Regions from separate parts of the Zea mays genome. Here region 2 is linked to region 1. The links are chromatin contacts, called in public Hi-C maps. All regions are on one chromosome and are shown on one strand. Each heading gives the region's core, a stretch centred on a gene start, on an enhancer-like site or on the middle of the called end of the contact. The rest is flanking DNA. Distances are from core to core; before and after follow the strand shown. Region 1 holds the start of LOC100284672 (ATPUP5). Region 2 holds the start of LOC100303875 (Hydrophobic protein RCI2B).

Region 1 (7,121 bases), core at 3,231-5,730:
CATCGCATTACTTACTTAACTATTGCGGATCCCTCTTAATTGAACGACGATTTCTATGACTCAAGAATTATAAAATGCAAACTGCCGTTGTTCCCAAGCACTTGGAGCACGCTATATGATGTAGATTTTTAATCCGATGTGCTTTTACATTTGCGTACATATATGATCTATGCTTCTCCTGTCTATAAAATAATTGTATACATGCTAGGAGCAAACTAGTTAGAATCTCTGTTTGTTTTGTCATTTAATCACCAAAACCCTCAATTAGGGTTGATTGCACTTACAGTGAGGAGCATTATCGTTTGGTTACAAAGAAATTAAATTATTTTGAAATTTGTCTTTGTGAAAATATAAATGGCATGGCTCACAACTAAACATTCTTGTAGACGAAGTAAATTGATTGGGGCTCACACAATTCACACAAACTGGATCTTGTGAGAAAGATATTGAGTGTTCTCTCAATCGATAAGTATGGCCACATCGTCATTGTACTTCATCAAATTGATCTATCCACCACTACTCCAACTTAAATCTTGGAGAAGATAAATGCTTATGAGATGTACATGCACATCAATAATAAAGATGGATCTTATTCAAAAAAGAATAAGTATTTGGCTCTCAAAGCAAATCATGGGAAGAAAAGCAAAGCTAAAGTGAAAGATCAAGCAATAAAGAAGTAGATAATTTGAAGCTTGCACTCACTATGAACAAGACTACCAAGATGCTAAATAAGCTAAATAGAGAAGGCATCAAATTTGATTAAAGGAAAAAGAAGCTCTTCACTAGTAGCAAGAGAATGGTCATATCTTAGATGAATTGCTATAATTATAGTGAGCTTGGTCATCTTGCTTATCAATGCACCAAACCAAGAAGAAAAGTTTAATAAAAATAAGGATGATGCATTTGAAGACGAAAAGAAGAACAATAAAGGAATATTATTATCACAAGGAATATTATTATGATTTGTGATATGTGAAGTCAAATGACCTAAGCAAATATGTCGTCTTGAGCTAGGCTACTTATTGACTCTATAGACTTGCTTAGGTGAACTTACTTCACATGATATAGTAGAACACTAAAGGGGATAAAGGCCTCATCTACATGCCTTGATGAAGAATCCTCCTTGTTGCTCGACTCTTGATAAGAAAAATGGATGAATTTGAATGAAGGCTTTATCACTAGTGACAAGCTTATGAATAAATATGAGCTTTTGTGTTCTCTAAGAACATTAAGGATACTTTAAGATGTAAATTGCAATTTGGGATATGTAAAATCGTACGACCAACATTACTCATTGTCGTATCTTATCCACCAGTATTGTGGACTTGATCGTGTTCCTTTACTTATCACAGACCATCATATTCTCTACCTCTAGGGGCAAAGCTAGGTACTAAGTTGTGGGTGCACATTCACCCACAAAAATTTGCAAAACTAGTGAAATCGACTAGATTTTCACTATATATGCACTAGCTAGAAGATATTATTATGCACCCTCAAATCATATGCACCCTACTCTGATTTACTCTAGCTTCGCCACTGTCCACCTCGGTAGTGATGTGATCGATGGATTCGCTATAAGGTACACATTGATGTTAATGTTATAGGTCGCTAAATTGTAGCCTCATTCTTGTTGTTTGGTTAATAGTCCTACTCAAATCGATGCCAACAATCCATTGCCATGTGCCTAGACTTTTTACAACCCTAGCACACTGACTCATTTGATGTGGACAACAACCATTGTTGCTTGGAGCTACCTCCCTAACCATGACATCTAGATTGATGGTGACCATGAAACAGAAATGTGCATTAAAGTTATTTCTATATTGGTCTCCATGTTTGATGGCCATGACAACTTAATGTACTAACTAGTTTGCTAAGTGGTTGACTATAGGTTCATAAGATTGATTATGAAAACACAATGAGAGAAATAGCTCAAATCTTAGTGAAAAGGGCATATCTTGTTAGAAACAACCCAGAGTGGTTTGAATGTTAGGATAAGTTTCTAAAGGACCTACTAATTTTTTGGAACCCACTAGAATGGTTAGAACGATTAGATATGCAAAATGATGTTTGAGGAGCTAAGTTTGAGAGAAACTAAGCAATTGAATTGAGAAGATTAAATCATGAAGACCTATGATTTAGAGTGTTTGAATGGTCTTAGAATATGTTTGTCTGAGTCATAGAGGTGATCAGGAGACCAACCAAAAAAGTTAGGCCCAAAAAGGACTTAGTTTGGTGTTCAACGACGCACCAGACCAGGGTCCGATGTGCACCTGACCAAAATTTCAGAGATCGTCTACTAGGCATAGAAGGCTTTGGCGCACCAAACTAATTTACTAGAGAAGGTATTTTTGGAGAAGAAGATGAGAAGAAGCAATTGGCGGACCAGACCGTGGTTCGATGAGCACCAGACCCACAGTAAACCCAACAGTCAGATGGGATGGACCAATGGTCGACTGACGTAGCGGGCCCGGTGACAACTGACAACTTTCTTGTAACAACTACCGACAAGATATACGTGTTAGGGTCTGGTGTGCACCAGACCAAGCTCTATGTGAGGCTTGGTGCACCCAAAAACAATGCAGTTTTAAGAGTTGCATTCCAATGGCTATGTGAGGGCTTGGGCCTATATATATGACCCTAACTACTGTGTTATGTATCTAAGAGTTGAGCAAACAAGTCATATGCATAGAGAAACACATATAAGTCATTCCAAGTGATTTAATTGTCATAATTGAGTAGAGAAGCTAGTTATAGTCTTGCCTTGTGAGAGGAAGAGCTTATGCACTTGAGAGAGCTGAATTGTGAAGTTGTGTTGTGATCATTGAGCTTTGGAGTTCAGACTCCCATTGATTTGTAAAGCTATCAAGAGCCATCAAGTTATGGAGTGACTTGCGAGACTCGGACTCACTTGAGAAAAGAAAAGAGGAACTCAAGTTTGATCTTTGTCATCACTTGAGTGAGGAAAGGGTTGAGAGAATCCTGGTCCTTAGTGGACTCCTCAACGGAGACGTAGGTTTCTTTGTCGTGTGTTCCTTATTTTTGACTTCCAATTTATTTTCACTTTTCTCCCTGGTCTTATATTTACTTGCACTAAATTTCTATTCCATTGTGTTACCAAGTCCGGTTCCGCATTATGTTTAATAGCAAGCTTGAGCAAGTATGTTTAATAGCAAGCTTGAGCAAGTATTGTGCTTATACTAACCCGAACTTACACATCTTGTTTTAAGCACATAATATCATAACCTTGGATTGAATTTGGATTGTTTTGAGTTAAATTTTAGGTGTCGCCTACTCATCCCCGTATAGGAGACTATTTGACCACCTTGGTGGTGACCACAATTTCTATAACCACGTTTGTGGTTGAAGCCACGTCCCCATGATGAAAAATTCATAGAGGACTAGTAGTTTTCTTGAAGAATTTCGAGGCACATGTAGTAGGCCATCATTTGTGCATATAGACCGCTTAGATTGAGCGGGTTATAGTCAAGGTTAAAGCCTCAGACAGTATATCATCTTCTCATCTTGGACTAACTTTCATGCAATGACAAGCTCATCACCATAGGCCTTCATATTAGAAAAGTACACTGGGTGGACATACTGCCCTTATTAGTGTTCGACAACTACATCCTAATGTTTGACACATGTGAGGGACGTGGCCACAAACTTCCCTTCAAGATTCATCCAAACTAACGATGTTGTGGACAATGTGACAACTTAAGACGACACTTGTTTTTTTCATGTAATTGACGAGAAAGCTGAGCAACTACTGATCTTATGCCAACTAGTGCTCATATGCTGGATTGATAAGAATGTTCTTGAATTTTGCATCAGCGATGTACGTGATTGCCTTTTACGGCACTTGAACAATCGAATCTAGGAACACGTCTAATTACTCCGCTCTAATAACCAAAAGAATTTGTGGTCTCGAGAGGAGAAAGTTCTCTATGGTTAGCTTCTTAAGGGCTAATTTGGTGGTCACCAAACCAGCCCTAAGAAATTAATTGTAAGACCAAGGGACATCGAGGCGAAAAAAGACCATGCCATAAAATGAATATGTATGGAATATCGAAAGTGATTTTGACTACCATGTTTATGTATACATGGACATCGAAGTATGCTCACCATAGAGATCTATGTTATATATACTAGCGACAACAACTAGATGTAAGATATTAAAAATTGATTATAGCAGCTTGAAATACAGTTCAAGAAACTAACAAAAATATATTTATTTTTCTATATATCTTTAAAGACTGCTAATTTAATTGGTGATATATCATAAAAAAAGATCCGTATACGATATAAAAAGATATACACGTATCTATCTGTATAGTCATCAGTAGGTTACTCAGGTTCAGGAGCGCGTGCGTGTAGGCACAAGGGCCCACAACAGGGCCCGCCCGTCTGTGCACGGATATGCGCACGTCCACCAACCATCTCCAATTCTCAACTACAGGTTCTACATGAGAGGCAGAACTGCCTGCGTCGTAGGATTGTGGGACTCCCAGCTGGTGGAGTGGAGCTTCCGAGTGTCCACTCCAATTCTCCAACGCCAGGGTGTTGCAGACTTGCAGGCAGTGGAACATGGACAAGGAAGGCGACGGCCACCACCACCACGCCATCCGAGTCCCATCCCCAGGTCTGATTCTTGACTCGTCTCCTCTCTTCGATTCCTCCCAGGACAAAACCAGTCCGTTCCCTTCTTTTCTAGGGTTGAATTCTCGTATCGCCTCCAACCTTCATCCAGTACAGTTTCGCGCGTACCTGGCTCCCGAAACCAGGGCTCCGCTCTGAGTGATTTGGGAATTCAACTTGATCGTCTCGCTGGTTGCCGTTTCCCCGCAGTTTCTAAGCAACATGCTCAATCAAAAGCCTCAAAGACAGTTGGGTTCTGCAGAATGGGTACATCCAGCAGTTTCTAGGGTGCTTTATTTTTTGTTTCTTCCTTCTTCTTCTTTTTGAGTTGCCTTGGTTGGTACCCTGTAGAACTGGATGCTCTTTTCAGTGGCATGAGAATTGCGATTTGAGTACACACACACTCTTTTCGGAACCTTTTCTTATTTCAATGAAACCCACTAAGCAGACACTGAAACATTTTACGGCAATAGCGTAGAATTGTACTGCTTTTTTTTTAAAAGAAACAAAATTGTACTGTTTTCTCGGTGTCCACTTTAATGCAAAGGCAGAGCACCTGCCAGAAAGAAAAGAAAAGGACCCTGAAACATTCCGCAGAAGAATAATTTGCCATGGCCGTACACGGATGATTGGAATTTGGAAGTGGTTCGGCATTTTTCCCAACGACCAACTTAAATTAATATATTCATGTGACCAATATGATACGTACTATAATGATTTTTAAGTACTAAAATAGTATCGTGAAATTCAATCCCTGTTTCTGAGTAACTGGTCACACCAATCCCATTTTGCCCGTAAGGATTCTATCTCATGTGAACCCCACATATAAATAAGATCCTGCAGCTATATATCTAAAGTTGTAATCTTTTAATAATACAGATCCAAATTCCTCTATTTTATTTTATTATTATATATTAAAGTCCTGCAGCTAGCCGTCACCACGAAGGGCCACGTCATCCTTAAAATAGAAACCGTTCGATTCTTTTGCGGTGGATGCTGTTTTTTTTTTCCTTTTAAAAAGCATGAAAAAAGAGAGGAAAGAGTGCTTTCCAAAAACGTCTCCGCAGCGGTATCAGAAAACTGATGCTTTCAACATCCTTATGTTTAATACCGTTAATGTATTTTGTACGATGTTAGGTATGTCCTTAAAACATATGTAGTCATGAGCAACCCCTTTTCTATGTATATGTATATACATGTGGATATTTTGAGCTACTAAAACAAATAGATTAGTCCAAGACATACTAATGATGATAAACACAATGCTACTAGAAAAATATCGAACTAATATGTTGCTTTGGTCCACTTCTAACATGCTACATACATTATACTATCAGCACACTCAAAAAAAAAGTTGTGCACATGTTTATGCTTACCAACTATTTTCTAAACATTTTATGTACTATATATTAACTCATACTCTCCTAAATTAAAATTCGTTTTAAGTAATTAATACATTCATACAATATTTAATATATGTGTTTTATATATGTGCCTAGATTTATCATCATCTATTTAAATATAAACATAAGAACTAAGAGCTAAAACAGTAGGAATACATAATATTTATATACAATTTAAAATCTTACATATGAATTTGATATCACGTGCGTACATAATATTATGTAAAATTTAAAATCTTACATACGAATTAAATATCGCGCGCGCGACAAACACTAGTTTGCATTATGTTAGCTGTGTTTCAAGCTCATTGTAAGAGGCGAAAGACATCAGTTACCTGAAGTTCTGCCACAAACTCTGAATATATCCTGCTTCTAAACTGACCAAATCTCAGTCCATGTGTTCTTTCCTTTATCAAACCACACGCATCACTGTAAATCGTAGCACTCTGCTGGCCTATACATCTTAGAAGTGGTCATCAGCAATTACTAGAACCAATACATCCTGAGCTTCCTTTACTCTGCATTTCGCACATCCCCTTTGTTCATATCAGCATGCTGTTCGCGGGCCGTCTCTGAATTTCCAGTTTCCTTTTATACGTGTAATAACAGATAACATAGCAATGGTGGAGGAGACATCGCAGCCAAATGGCGCACCGTCGCTGAGACGGAAAGCAGGCGAGATGATCGCCACCTCCCTGGAGACGTACCGGAGCAAGCCCTTCTCCTTCTGGCTACTCCTGTTCCTGAGCAGCGGCGCCATGCTCACCGCGTTCCCGGCGTCGAGCCTCCTGTCGCGGCTCTACTACAACGAGGGCGGGCAGAGCAAGTGGATCCTGTCGTGGGCGGCCGTCGCCGGCTGGCCCCTGCCCGCGCTGCTCCTGCTGCCGCTGTATCTCCTCGGCAGGGCGTCGCCGACGCCGCTGTCGCTGTCGCTGTGCTCCTGGTACGTGCTCCTTGGGCTCCTCAGCGCCGCCGACAACCTCATGTACGCGTGGGCCTACGCGTACCTCCCGGCGTCCACGGCCTCGCTCGTCGCCGCGTCGTCGCTCGCCTTCTCCGCGCTCTTCGGCCGCGCCATCG
Region 2 (7,121 bases), core at 3,056-5,555, 250 kb before region 1:
CCAGCCGGACGAAGTAGTTCTCCGCGGGGAAGTCCCACACGGCACCGTCGGCGAACAGCAGCGACAGCTCCGGCACCTCCGGTCGCTCCACGCCAGAGACGTTGTAGCACGGGTTCAGCACCGGGAAGTCCGGGATCAGAGGGTACAGCCTGCTCATGAGATCGACGAACGCTTGCCGGATCACCTGGTACGCCGGCTCCACGAAGTAGCTCAGCGTCGTGCCGGAGTCGATGATCGTGCCGCCGGACCCGTCCTTGCCCACGTCCCACGTGTCCGAGCTGATGTTCAGCAGGTCGCCGCCCACCAGCACGCCCTTGAGCTTCACGTAATAGAATGTGTCCGCCGGCGACGACGTGGGCGCGAACGCCGTGTACTTGAGCTGCGGATGCGCCAGCACCAAGTAGTCCTCCCCGAACACCACCTTGCTGCCGGCGTCGCTGCCGTGCTCCACCAGGCAGTACGAGAAGGTGTGCCCGTACACGGCGCGGAGCTGGGACGCGAACGACAGCGGGCCCCGGCCGAGCCCCAGCAGCCCCGCCGCGCCGTGGAAGAGGCCGCGGTTTCGGTGCCCGCACCCGAACACTACGCCGTCCACACGGCGGGACGCGCCCGGGGCCGTGAGGTTGACCGTGAAGGACTCCAGGGCCAGGTCGCCGGTAGTGTTGGACTGGTCCCCGTACCAGTAGTAGTACGGACAGGAGTCCTCCGCGGGGCGGCGGCACGCCCTCGGCGCCTCGGGCGGCGCCACGAGGCCGCAGCGCTGGTCGCCGCAGGTGACGTTGCGGTAGGAGGAGGACGCGGCGGGGTCGAACACCGGGCCACGCTGCTCGAAGCAGTCCAGGCACGGCGCGCACTGCAGCCAGTTGAGGTCGCTGCCGGTGTCCATGATCATCCGGAAACGCCGCGGTGGCGTGCCGACGTAGACGTCGATCAGGTACTCGCCGGACCCGACCGCCACGCCGGACTCCACCGTCGCAACCATCCGCTCCGACAGCGCCCGCCGCGGAGACGAAGACGCCGGCATCCGGGCCACGCCGGAGCGCGCCGCCCTCCGGTGCATCGTCTCGATGCGGACGGCATCCTTCTCGGCCTTATCTAAGAACGACTCTTTCCGTGTCCTGCCCCCCTCCGCGGACCGGTGCTTCATGCGCAGCTGCAGCGACGGGGACGAGCTCGCCGGCTGCTTCTGCTCATCCCCCGCCTCGTCGGCTGCAACCAGCTTGCTGTCGCAGCCGGTCGCGGCGACGGCGGTGTTGAACGGCGGGAACTCGATGCCGAAGAGGGTCGACGACGAGTTGAGCTTCACAATACCAGGTGAAGCCACAACTGGCGAGACCAGGAGCAGGGACAGCAGCAGCGACCGCACCGCGAGCTGCGCCATAGCTGAGAAGTGGACCGACGGATTAGTCCTTCATGGAACAGCAGGCGACGGCGGGGGCGGTGGTGGGAGAGGAGGTTGGTGGAGGTGGAATTTGGGGGAAAATATAATAAAGAAACGCGGGTCGGGGAAGACGACTGCGGGGGGCGAGATGCGTGGGTTTTGAACGCGGAGAGGAGGCGATGCGGGGTTGGAATCGACGAATTTTTGGGACGGTGGCCGTGGAAAAACGCGGTTTTGTCCACCGGGAAGACGACCAGAGCTGCCCAACGAACCCCTTTTCCAAGTAGTACTAGCGTGTCTGCGTGTGTGACGAGACTGACGACGCTTGGCCAGACCCGTCCATGCGGGCAAAGAACCGAACCCCCACCGCCCCACGACGGGCCGGCAGCGGCGGGGCCCGCGCGCGCCACCACGGCGGACTCCGCCCGGTACCGCTTCTCCATGGACTCACTCGATCTTGTTCTTGCACCGGTTGGGGGTCTTGGCACTGTTGCCGCCGCCGGGGGGCTTCCCCGCGGCCGCGGCGTCGTCGGTGCAATGCACGAACACCTCGCGGGCGATGTCGCCCTAGTCGCTCCACTTAAGCTTGGCGCGGTCCCGCAGCAGCTAACTTGTCTCGAGCAGGCGCACGACGGCACGGGCTGCTCAACACCTCTATCAGAGACTGAATTTTCCCAAAAGGAGAAGCTTACAATTGCAGTGATCGGACAGAAATGTTGAGAAAATCGTTCGATGCACACAATGGCACACCAGAGGGGACACAGAGATTGGAGTAGAAAACAGTACTATTATTTTCAGTGTCTTCAGTACATATACATGTTCTGGATTGCATACTTGGTTTTTTTTTCCGTTCACGTTGACGGATGAGAGGCAGCAACCGGTTCTATCGTCGTGGTCCTCATCAGGTAGTCGTATGCCACCTGTTCGGCTGCTCGGCTGGCAGCTTCTCTAGCCTCGCGTTGTCGTGATCAGGGTGGAACGACCACCGGGCACGAAGGCTTCTGTCTACACGGGTCGACTCGGCGGCGCCTTAACTTTGGTGAGGCTGACAGTGACTAATTTTAGTGGTGACAGTGACGGTGCAACATGAACCAGCCGTGCGGCGCGGTACACCTGCACCATGGATCTGTCTCGTTCGCTGATTATATTCTCCCCAATGATCTTCCATTCTTCCCAGAACTTGTAGGCCACGGATGACGACCGGTCCAATTAATCAGTAACAAAAAAAAGTTTCAGAAGCGGCGGTGTTAAGAATCCAGAAGAGAATCAGATGTATTGTTCAGAATAAATACACTACCAAAACCTCCTGAATCAACCAGCGTATGCCTACCAGATTTTCGGGACAAGCAAACATATATATAGGCTCAATCCGAAGTGTCATTAAACAAAGCATCAAGAGCGGCAGCAAGCCGCTGGGTTGCACATGGTCACGAACATGCAGCACGGGAAACGAGTCATTTTGATACTCTTTTCATTTCGTTTTAATTGTCGCTGGATAGTAACTATCCAGCGACAACTAAAAAGAAATTGAGGGAGTACATATTTTACTGCCTGCACACTGAACCATCGTCAGCATGAAGGTGTTTACCAGCTGCTCGTCAAGGGGCACAATTTATATCAGTTCTATTCTGTGTGTAAGAAAGAAGTGGCCCAGAGCAACATACGTCAAAATTACTGCACGATACATCTGGCAGTATCCCCTTTTGGTCTGCAGGAGATTTCAAAGAACATGTGTGTACACATCGCATTTCATAGAACGACTGTTCACATGTTTTTGAGCCCAAGGTAGCACCAATCATAAATCACAGTTGCTCTCAGAGATACATGCGCATCTTATTCTCTTGTAGTATCACAATTACAGATTGAATAACTGGAGCACAATAAAGAGAGCTCACAAGTTGGGTAACAGAGATATAGACCACAACACTTGGTTACCCATTGCCGCTTATGCCATGTCAGACAATCCACATGAGAAAAAAAATACTGATTTCGACTCAACTGTGCAGGCCCGCCTGGCACAACCAGATGCTCTAAGCAAGGGTGTAGTATTCCCTCTCGTGCTGGTCAGAGTCGAGAGCAACAAGGACATAGATCGCGTAGATGATTCCGGGGACGTAGCCAAGGATTGTGAGCAGCAGGCAGATGCAGAACTCTATCTGTTAAGAAGACAAGAAAGCGTACCGTCAGTATGTTCCAGGGATAGTAAAATGTCATCAACAGAGTTACCACGACAAAAACAGACAATTGTATATGTCACTGCTCCATCCCACGCTGAGTTTCATTCATGGTTCAGATTAGTCAAATTAGTTGTCTGATTTACCCACTCCTTCCCATCAGGAGAAAAATTGTGGTTGCGAAATGGATGCTGCTGGCTTGTCCTATAACAGAGCATCACTGTCACATCACATCAACGTAATGGGCTTCTGAGGGCTACGGAAACATCAAACATGAATTTATGACCTAGTCAAATGGCCAACACGGGAACGAAGCAGATCAGGTACTACAGTTTATGCAGGGATCTACGAGGGCACGGCATAAGATTCAGAGGCAGTTCATCGTTTGACGCCCCTATATTTTGGAATTCAGACCAAGCACGGTCCGAATACGCTTGGAGCCGAACAATCCGCCTACTGAAACCTAGCCCGAAGCTAGGCAGGCTCGCGGGGGCAAACGGGCCGTGAAATCAACTAGCTAGGAATCAACGAGCAGGTCCGCGCCAAGAGGCGTGCGCACGGAGCATCATCGGATCATGGGGTGACCGGTGGCGAAGGGAAGGAAGGGAAGGGGGGCTTACTCTGCAGCAGCCGAATCGGAGGAAGACGCCGAGGGGCGGGAGGATGATGGCGAAGAGGATCTCCAGGAAGGTGCAGCAGCGGCCGTCCGCCATCGCGATCTCAAAGCTGGTCGGGATCGGGACGGATGGTTGTGGAGGCGTGGAGCCCGGGGATCTATCCCTCCTCTGTCCCTCTTTCCTCGCTCCTGAGTGGATTTCGTTTTCTGAAAGAAGAAAACGCGAGCGGGTTTCGTCTCCGTTTCACTTTACGTCTTTACCGGTCGGGCTCGGGTAGGGAAACAGCGAGGCGGACAGCCGGACACGCGGGGTCTCGTGCCGTGCGCACCGCGGAACTCTCCAGTGTCCCGGCACGTGTCTGTCCACCGGTGGTGGGCCGCGGAACACTCCATGGCCCGTCACGGACCGTGATTGTAGATGTCGAGTCAAACACGATCCGTCGTTTTCCTTCCCCTCCGTCCTAATCCATCTCGTTTTTTTCTAGTGGAAATTAGAAAGGCAGTGACGAAGCATTTTGATACTCCGTAGAGTATTATATATTAGGTTTTCTACTTATCATAGCTCAACTTCGTATCTCCATCACTCTCTTTTTTTTTTACTTTAATAACTTTCACAGGCAGTTGGCAGTTGCATCGTAAAGCTAAGACTATGTTAATAAGCTATCCGGGGCTCGTTTGGAAAAAGGGAGTTTTTTTTTTGAAATGGGGGATATATTAATTTTAAGTTTATACAATGAGTTGTAAGTTTTTGAAAACACATCTTCCGGCCTCTGTTACGTAGGAACACACAGCCAGAAGAGAGATTATTTTAGTTATTGACTCATGGACAATTGAAACAGGTTTGTGTGAGTCAGTTGGGTGCACCTAGCTCATACTGCGTCCAGTCAGTCTAATGAACGAGTCAAGCGCTTTGTGGGAATGGACATGATCCTCGCCATCAGGTAGGATGCAGGCAAGGTGAGAATTTTCGAACCGTGTTCAGTTTTGAGTCTTCGTGTCAGTTCATTCAGGGCACCCTGAGAAAGTCCGTCTCTCAACAATACCAGCACGTCTTTATCTCGGTTACAAATCCTCCTTTGCTACAGTTCATTATATCATAATTAAACCTTCATCTAACAGGGCGACCTCGTCTTGTTTTACTTATTTCAGAAATAGTGCTTGCTTCCTCTTATTCCTCTTTTCCTTTTATGCATATTTGATTTCTCGCTTTCCTTGTGTTGGGCACCAAAATAAGAGGCCGGACGGTCCGCGCAAGCGCAGAACAGATTAGGGTTCCGAGTTTCTTGCTATGTTTGTTGGCGAGAATCTCGGGATAAGCTCGGAAATTAGTTTGTAAAGGGTCCAGCCCCCTCCTCTATAAATAGAGAGGCATACGGCCGATTTGTAATCATCAATCGAACCTTCAATCAATATAATTTACATTTTATCCTATGAATAGTTCTAGTCTAATTTAGGTTTAGTCTTCCAATCCCCAAATCCTCCGCTTCTCTTCGACTTCACGTCGATTAGAGGAGTCTAGGTCGGTCTACCCGAGCCTAAACATCACCTAGGATCTCTCCTCCCCGATGGGGTCCCTCCTGGGAGCGAGATCCAGATGCCGCCGACGATCCTCTGTCGCCCCTGCGTACGCGCGGACCGTCCGGCCGTCAGGCAGGGAACCCTAGCCTCGCGATAGCGCCTGACCAGAGAGCACCGCCGCTGGTTCTTGTTGAAGTGTTTGGCGCCCCAAAAGGTGTCAACACACTTTTTGGCGACTTCGCTGGGGACCACATATCTAGACCCATCAAATCGACCCTCAATGGCCGGTTCAAGGGATAGCTCTGAAGTCTCCCACAGCAACATTATAGAGCCGACTTGGGAAACCTTGCCGGCCGACGAACAGCTTCAGTTCGAGGAGCACAAAGAGCGGATGATCTAGGAGGCAAAAACAAAGTTCTTGGCTAACTTCAAAGTGGACAGGAACAACAAGGTCGTCCGACAGCGGCCGGCGGATCCGGCTTCGCTCCGACTCACATCAGATATCCCCAATGTAAGTAATACAAACGAACTGCAATCTCTTAAGAATTATGTAGATGAACAACGAGAGCAAATGCAAAATATCATAGGGGGTATGTGTCGAAGAGGAAATCTCTAGCCAGGTGGCGGAACGCACCCGCCCTAAATCCTAAGATGAGGAGGGGGCCTAAGCGTTTTGCCTGTCTGCTAGATGGTCGATGAAAGCACGAGAGCACACAAGAGTTTTAGAGTGGTTCAGGCCGCCGGAGCGTAAAACCCTACTCCACTGTGTGTAGTATTGAGTATGAGAGTCTAAGTTGGTCTGCCTTGTAACGTTGTGTGCCTTCCCTTTTATAGCCCAAGGGAGGCACATACAAGGTTGCTGAGCCCCGACATGTGGGCTCAGGGACATAATGGAAGAAATACATGGAGCAACTAATGCAGGTGACACCTGAGAGATCTTCTGGCCCCAGATATCCGCAGCCCGCGCAGTGTTGATACACAACGGTAGCTTCCTTGGTGCGTATGAGTGATGATGAGTATAGTGCATGTGACAGCATGGGCGTGCCGCCTGCCAATGGAATGGACAGGCATGCCGCCTGCCAGCGGAATGGATAGGTCTCATTAAATGCTGAGGTGGCACACTGCTTGCCAGTGGAATGAATAGGTCGCTGCCTGACAGCAGAACGGACAGGCCTCATTAAATGCCGAGGGGACACCTCGCCTGTCAGCGGAATGGTCAGGCGGCGCGCCTTATCCGCAATAAATGCAGGGGCCACGTAACCCGGAGGCCTTACGTCAGGCACGACCTGCTAGCTTACATCATGCGCAGTAGGCCACGTGGCAGCATCGGGTCTCCGTCTGGGCGGGGAGCAGAAGCGTGTGCGGAGAGGTCCGCACCAGACTAGGTTTGGACACGTGTCGGTACCGGACCCCCGCCTGGGTCCTGTTCAAG

Evidence for each region. A called contact is a pair of places that touch in the nucleus more often than the background predicts.
Region 2: a contact with region 1 is called in a Hi-C map of ear, with 2.4 times the contacts expected there. The contact joins the promoter of LOC100303875 here to the promoter of LOC100284672 in region 1. A contact is called at or near these places in 3 of 25 Hi-C or Micro-C datasets (ear, leaf and tassel) and 1 of 3 datasets of contacts at active chromatin or transcription factors (leaf).

The regions. Positions count from the first base shown.
Region 1 is chr2:204,756,694-204,763,814 of Zm-B73-REFERENCE-NAM-5.0, reverse strand. It overlaps LOC100284672 (ATPUP5), which reads left to right and starts at 4,480. Exons shown (of 2, transcript NM_001157567.1): 1 at 4,480-4,642; 2 at 6,651-7,121. The coding sequence starts at 4,588.
Region 2 is chr2:205,003,745-205,010,865 of Zm-B73-REFERENCE-NAM-5.0, reverse strand. It overlaps LOC100303875 (Hydrophobic protein RCI2B), which reads right to left and starts at 4,305. Exons shown (of 2, transcript NM_001320456.1): 1 at 4,176-4,305; 2 at 3,198-3,537. The coding sequence starts at 4,268. The coding sequence ends at 3,412. It overlaps LOC103647650 (aspartic proteinase nepenthesin-2-like), which reads right to left and starts at 1,428. Exons shown (of 1, transcript NM_001319754.1): 1 at 1-1,428. The coding sequence starts at 1,381.